2 separate regions of the Pan troglodytes genome follow, and region 2 is linked to region 1. Evidence: chromatin contacts called from public HiChIP or PLAC-seq data. All regions are on one chromosome and are shown on one strand. The core of a region is the stretch at or near the end of the contact, and the rest is flanking DNA. Distances in the headings are between cores, read along the strand shown.

The links. HiChIP or PLAC-seq counts read pairs in DNA pulled down with a chosen protein or histone mark.
Region 2: an H3K4me3 HiChIP or PLAC-seq map of stem cell-derived excitatory neurons shows a contact between it and region 1, with 3 times the contacts expected there. The contact joins the promoter of SPIN1 here to the promoter of NXNL2 in region 1. A contact is called at or near these places in 1 of 7 Hi-C or Micro-C datasets (blood) and 1 of 1 datasets of contacts at active chromatin or transcription factors (stem cell-derived excitatory neurons).

The regions. Positions count from the first base shown.
Region 1 is chr11:49,943,405-49,946,970 of NHGRI_mPanTro3-v2.0_pri, reverse strand. NXNL2 (nucleoredoxin like 2) reads left to right here and starts at 1,949. Exons shown (of 3, transcript XM_016961102.3): 1 at 1,949-2,640. The coding sequence starts at 2,339.
Region 2 is chr11:50,090,191-50,093,620 of NHGRI_mPanTro3-v2.0_pri, reverse strand. SPIN1 (spindlin 1) reads left to right here and starts at 2,089. Exons shown (of 6, transcript XM_016961098.4): 1 at 2,089-2,205.

The DNA of each region.
Region 1 (3,566 bases), core at 700-3,199:
GGAGAGCAAAGACCTTCTCTCTGTCCTCCCCGGTTCCATAGCTGGCTCTATGAAATTAACTGCCAACGGGCAGATGAACGGGGGGAACGGGAATACACATTTATTAATCTTTAATATCACCTGCATGGGGGCATTGCAGGAAACTAGGTGAAAACCCCCCAAACCAGTGAGCTTTGAGAGCTTCTAAAATTGGGGAACTGGAAGCTGGTGTAGGCCACTTAGGGGAGAGTAACTGATTTTTAGGAAAGATGCATAAGTCTTTATGAGTTTGTGACAAAGTTTGTCTAGGTGTGGTGTGGACTTCTGCTGTGATAAGAGTCCATCCTCCCGGGAGGGAATTTACGACGATCAGTTTCTTTTGGAGGCTCCGTCTTTAGACAGGTAAGGGGAGAACGTCTCTCTGCATTTGCTATTTTTCAAGTGCCTCTCGCTCAAAATAATCAATATACCAAAGCGGCATATTTTAGGGTGGCATATTTTGGTTTCATTCACTGTCTTTAAGTTTTTGATATTTTGTTCATTATAAACTTCTTTTGCATTCATTTTGACTTTTTAAGATATTGTATTAAAACATTATTTACCTTGATTACTGAGTTTTTTGTCGCGCCCTTAAATTTTGCCCCTATGCGAGTGCCTCGCTCGCTTGCCTCCTTCTAGCCCGGGTCTGGCAGGGAGTTGAAATTCTTTTTCTCACTGCTGAATTCCCAGGGCCTACAACAGTGCTCGCCAAAAAATTAATACTCTTGGTTCTTCAAATAAAACATTCTGTAAGGACTGCTCCCAATTTCTTCCTGAACTTCACGAACCCTCCCAGCCAGGACACAGGATGTCAGGGGCAAACACCCTGAACCAACGGAGCTCAGGTTCCCTACCACCCCGCTCAAGCCCGCTCCAAGCCCAATTACCCTTCCCCTTCCTCGTCGTCCCATCCTCCCTGATGCCTCTTTCAAGGCGCTGGGCCGCGCGGCAAGAGCTCCAAGGCAAGATTCAAATGCCCTGGGGAGACGGCTGCGGGACACCTGCGGCGGGGCCCGGCAGGGAGCGCGAGACTGGAAGAGAGGCCAGGAGGGAAGGAGAGCGACGCAGGGTTTTGGGGGAGGGGCTGCGTGGGGCGCTGAAGGGGAGCGCGAGGAGTGGGAGGAAGTGAAGGAGGAGGAAGAGCACGGTGTGGGGGAAGCGCAGGAGGCAATAGGTGGGGCGGGACGGAGGGCAGGGCGCTGCGTCGGGAGAAAGTGTAGAGGCGCTGGGGAGAGTGCCCACGACGGGAGAGCCCAGGGGCGCGAGGGCGCGGGAGTGTGGGCGGGGCGCAGTGGGGATGGGGGTGGGGGCGCGGGATGTGGTAGGGGGCGTAGTGGGGGGAGAGTGCAGGAATGTGGGCAGGGCGCAGTGAGGGGAGGGTGCGGGAGTGTGAGCGGGGCGCAGTGGAGGGAGTGCGGGATGTGGGCTGGACAACCAGTGGGAGAGGGCGCGGGAGGTGGGCGGGGCGCAGTCGGGATGGGGGCGGGGGCGCGGGATGTCGGCGGGCCGCAGTGAGGGGGAGGGCGCGGGAGTGTGGGCGGGGCGCAGTGGGGGAGGGCGCGGGAGTGTGGGCGGGGCGCAGTGGGGGAGGGAGCGGGAGTGTGCGCGGGGCGCAGTGAGGGGAAACTGTGGAATGTGGGCGAGGCGCAGTTGGAGAAGAGTGCGGGGATGTGGGCGGGGCGCAGTGAGGGGAAACTGTGGAATGTGGGCGAGGCGCAGTTGGAGGAGAGTGCGGGGATGTGGGCGGGGTGCGGTGGGGGAGGGTGCGGAGATGTGGGCGGGGCGCAGTGGGTCGAGAGTGTAGGGATGTGGGCCCAGCGCAGTGGGGGGACAGCGTGGGGACAGTGTGGGGATACGGGCGAGGCGCAGTGGGGGCGGGGGCGGGGATGTGGGCGGGGCGCAGTGGGTGGAGAGTGCGGGATGTGGGCGGGGCGCAGTTGGGGAGCATGCGGGGAATGTGGGCGGGGCGCAGTGGTGGGAGGGCGCAGGAGTGTGGGCGGGGCGCAGTTGGGGGAGGGTGCAGAGATCAGAGGGCTTGAGGTTGCCTGGCTGGCTCCCTTCCCAGAGGCGGGTGCCGCGCTGTCGCCCAGGTATCTGGGGTCTCTGGTGTCTGAGTGTCTCATTGTCGGCGCGAACACAATTGCTCCAGCCACAGGCGAGGCCTGGCCAAGGTGTGGGCGCATCTGGGGCAGGTCTTGAGAGGTCCAGCGCCCGGTGGTGCGGACAGAGGCGGGGCACCGCGGCGCTCGCCGCCGCCTCCCCGCAGGTGATCATCCTCCTGCAGGTGTCCTCGGGTCTCAGGTGGCTGCGCGTCTGCGCCATGGTTGACATTCTGGGCGGGCGGCACCTGGTGACCTGTAAGGGCGCGACGGTGGAGGCCGAGGCGGCGCTGCAGAACAAGGTGGTGGCACTGTACTTCGCGGCCGCCCGGTGCGCGCCGAGCCGCGACTTCACGCCGCTGCTCTGCGACTTCTATACGGCGCTGGTGGCCGAGGCACGGCGGCCCGCGCCCTTCGAAGTGGTCTTCGTGTCAGCCGACGGCAGCTCCCAGGAGATGCTGGACTTCATGCGCGAGCTGCATGGCGCCTGGCTGGCGCTGCCCTTCCACGACCCCTACCGGCAGTGAGTGGGGGTCCTGGGGGGGCGGGGGCCGCCCGGCACGTCTTCCCCATGTTCCCCCAGGCCTCCCCCTCTGCACTGGGGAGCTCTTTATGACGCCCCCCCTCCCCCACCACCTCCCCGTCTCTCGGTTCACGTCCGGGCTCCGGTAAATCACACTCAGTCTCAGTTTCAACCTCTCTTGGAGACCAGGGAGGGTGCAGACCAGATTCGAAAACCCAGGGCATCGGCACCCCAAGGGGGCTCGTGGAGCATGGACGCGGGCGCGTTTCTGCCTGGGGTCTGGAGCTCCGGGAATCTGCATTGCGAAGGAGCTCCCAGTGGTGTTGATGCTGTGGGTTCGCGGGCTCGGCTCCGGGAACCGCCGGCCCAATCAGCCCTGGACTCCCGGCGCCGCTGCGTCATCCTCCCAGTTAGTGGGCAGGAAGCACAGGGACATGACCCGGTGTCTGGATGCGGGGATGAGGGATGACCCGCGAGGACATCAGCTCTGTGACAGGCACCCACAGTGCAGGCCGTGGTTGGTTTGCTAGGAGGGAGGGACGGGGGCTTCAAGGCTGGCAGGAACCCAGGTGCTGGCCACCTTTGCGGTTTCATTTTTACCGACACTGATGGAATTTCACCACTAGAGAAGCATAAAACTCATTTCTATAAACTTTATTACTCTAACTGTTGCAAAGGAGGGGGTAGGGATTGGCAGAGAGGGGATTACAGGGATTGATTGTTCTGCTTTTGGGGTGGGTCTCCTGTGGTCTCCTATGGTGTAAGAGTCCAGACTTAGGTTTAAAGCAGGCCTCGTCAAGTATGTTGTCCTGGCCACCCCCTTCTAGGTACCAATGTGAATTTCTGGGTTTTGTTTTACAGCCTCACATTTCTGGAGATTATCATTAAGTTGTGGCATTACCCCCTAAACTGATTATCATGAGATG
Region 2 (3,430 bases), core at 840-3,339, 150 kb before region 1:
TGCAAACCCTGCCTCCTGGGTTCAAGCGATTCTCCTGCCTCAGTCTCTGGAGCAGCTGGGATTACAGGCGTGCACCACCACGCCTCGCTAATTTTTGTATTTTTAGCAGAGATGGGGTTTCACTGTGTTGGCCAGGCTGGTCTCAAACTCCTGACCTCAAGTGAACCACTTGCCTCGGCCTCCCAAAGTGCTGGGATTACAGGTGAGAGCCACTGTTCTTGGCCTTTTAAAAATTTTTAAAAATTTTATTTATTTTAGAGTTGGGGTCTTGCTATGTTGCCCAGGCTGGTCTCGAACTCCTGGGCTCAAGCCATCCTCCAGCCTCAGCCTCCCAAAGTGTTGGGATTACAGGTGTAAACCACAGTCCTGTGTATTCTCAATAGCTCCCAATGTGATCATCACTAGTGGCAAATTTTAAGTCAGGGGTTGGGGACGGAGATGGAGGTGGGGCTACATATTTGACTTTGAAGACGTTTTCCGTGAATTTTGGAGGAGTGTGTGTGCTACTGGCATCTAGTGGGTGGAGGCCAGGGATGCTGTCAAACATCCTACAAAGTATGGAACAGACCTCACATGAAAGGATTATCCCATCCCAAAAGCCAACACTGCTGAGGTGGAGAAACCCAGGGATCTCACCAATGAGATGAAATTTTCCAACCAGCAGACTTCTTGGCACCTACCTTCTTCCCATCCCTCTTTGTTTCGGAGATGACCCCACTATAAGACATTAAACAGGCCAGGCGCGGTGGCTCACGCCTGTAATCCTAGCACTTCAGGAGGCCGAGGCCAGCGGATTGCTGGAGGCCAGGAGTTTGAGACCGGCCTGGCCAACATGGCGAAACCCCGTCTCTACTAAAAATATTTTTAAAAATTAGCTGGACATGGTGGTGCGCGCCTGTAATCCCAGCTACTCGGGAGGCTGAAATGTGAGGATTGCTTGAACCCAGGAAGCGGAGGTTGCAGTGGGCCGAGATCATGCCACTGCACTGCAGCCTGGGGAACAGAGTGAGACTCCGTCTAAAAAAACAAAAAAGACATTAAATACACAAATGAAAGTGAGTAATTTCTCAACACTTGGTAACTTGTAAGTACAGCGATACACTTTTATATCTCAGTTTTGAAATTAGCCCTCTAGTTGGCCTGTGAACGTCCCATGCCTGCCAAGTGTGTCATCTGAGACAAGCACTTCAATTTGTTTGAGCAGGCATCTATCATTCTTATTTGTTAGAAAAGGTGCCAGTGAAACCCCAAAGAGTATTGCTAACTAATAACTGTGCTGCAGTTTAGAGTGTTCAAGGTGGTTTCCAGTAACATGTTCTGAAATTTGATCTGACAACGCTTTGGGAGGCGGTTTATTATGATGAGGCTGCGCTGTCGCACTCGAGGAACCGGGTCAGTGACCTGCTCCAGGACACGGGACTGGCGGGGAGGGGAGAGCGCCTGGACTCAGCCTCCAAGTCCCGCACTCGACTCTGCAGGAGTAAAAACTATTCTTGATCCTACCTCTCTCCCTTCTGCAAACAAGCAACAAAATGCTGAAAAGGCATCTTAACTGAAACGGAAGTCAAATGAATTCGCGTGCGATCATGGGAATTTTTGGCTCCTAACCTTGCGAGTAGAGCTGGGTGAGTTCCATTTGTGGTGGGGGAGTGGAAACAGGTTTCTGGGCTTGCAGAAGCCACATCCCGTCCCCACACAACCTAGGCCAGGCCAGGTGAGGCTCCGGGGCTCCAGCTAACCTGAGCTACCTGGGCTGGGCTTTGTGCGGGGAGGCAGCAAGCGGGGTGAGCGGGCGACGACGCCGGCCTCTACGTAGTGCGGTGGTGAAGACGTCTCTTCCAGGGAGTCACAGGAAGCAAATCCATCCTTTTAAAGGGCTCGCGTCCCGCGGCCCTGAACCGGCGCGCTGGAGCAGTAATGCGACGTTCTCCGAGGTTCAAGGCTCACGGCCCAGCCCTGTGATCCAGTTTCCTCAGTCTTCGCGGTGTGCACCACTCTGGACGACTTGCGGCTTACGTCCAGGACAAAGGGGGCTTGTCCTTTCTTCAACGTCCTACTGCGCAAAAACGAAGCCCTTCTCAGGCTGCCTGCCTTCCGGGAAAAGCTGCGCCCCGTCAGGAACCTGTGCCCCGCGCGCCTGCCGCCGCCCATTCCCGGCGCGCACCTGGCAGTCCCCGGCTCGAGCCCCGCCCTGCCGCCAGCCAGGTGAGAGGGGCCAGGCCCCGCCCCCGCCGGCCCCGCCCCGCCCCACTGCGCCTGCGCAGTCGGCCGTCGGCGCCAGGCGCCGGGGCGGCGCGGCCGTCGCAGTTCGGCGGGCGCAGTGCGCGTGCGCTCTGACTGTTGGGGGGCGGGCGGCGTCCGCGGCGAGGGAGCGGGGGCGGGGAGGCGCCGTCTGGCTCAGGCTGGGGCCAGCGGGAGCGCGAACGAGCGACGGCGGTACCCGTGGGCCTGTGGACTGCAGCCTCGGCGGTCACCAGGTGAGGCTCGCGCAGGGCGGGCGTGGGTCGTGAGGGGGTGCGGGCTGCGGGCGGGCCAGCGGTGCGGCGGTCTGCCCGGGGGCGCAGGTGAGCGCGGCCAGCGCGGGGCCCGGCGGAGCATTGTCCAGCGGGCGGCGCCCGCATAGCGCCCCCTGCCGGCCGGGCCGCGGCGGGGACCCGGGCTGGGCGGGCCTGGGCCTCGGGGCGGGCGCGCGCTCCTTTGTTCGCCGGCCCCCACTCCTCCGTCCCCCCATCCCCGCCGCCCCCCGCCAACATGGCCGCCACCCTCCCGTCCCCAGTTCCCCGGCCGCCGCCGGCCCCTTAGCGCGCGCTTTGTTTGGAGCCGGGCGGGGAGGCCGGCGGGCAGGGGGCGGCGGCGCTGCGCAGTCGGGCGCGGGGAGGGGGCGCTGCGCCAGAATGCAGGCGGGGAGGGGGAACGTTGCATAATCCCGGGCTGGCGACGGGGGCGGGGCGGGGGGAGGGGCGGGACCCCGGCGCGGCGGGTCGGGTCACCCCGGGGACGCGGGCCTGCCCTGGGGCCACCTCTCCCAGGCCCGGGGGATGGCCGCGGACCTTGTAAGTTGCAGGCTCCGCGGTTCGCGGCGCCGGAACGCCCACCGGCCAGTCCTCGCGCCCGCGCAGCCCCTTTCCTGATGCGCCGTCTCTTCGCCGCCCTCCGTGGGGGCGCGGCGAACGGGTTGCGTGCTCTGGAGAGAGACAGGCACTTTTCCTCTCCATCGTGAGTGACCTTGGGTGTATTCGTCAAGGAATGTGTTGAAACGAATTGTGCGATGCGGGAACTGCGCAGCGCCTCGGGTTTGGCTTTCTCGAGCATCTTATTGCATTGATTGTGCGTTCTCGATTTTACAGAGGTTCGTTTTGAGTAATGGCTTCAGTAATGTCATCGTATACGCATTTCAAAGTTTGTTTACGCAATTGTTTTTACATTTATT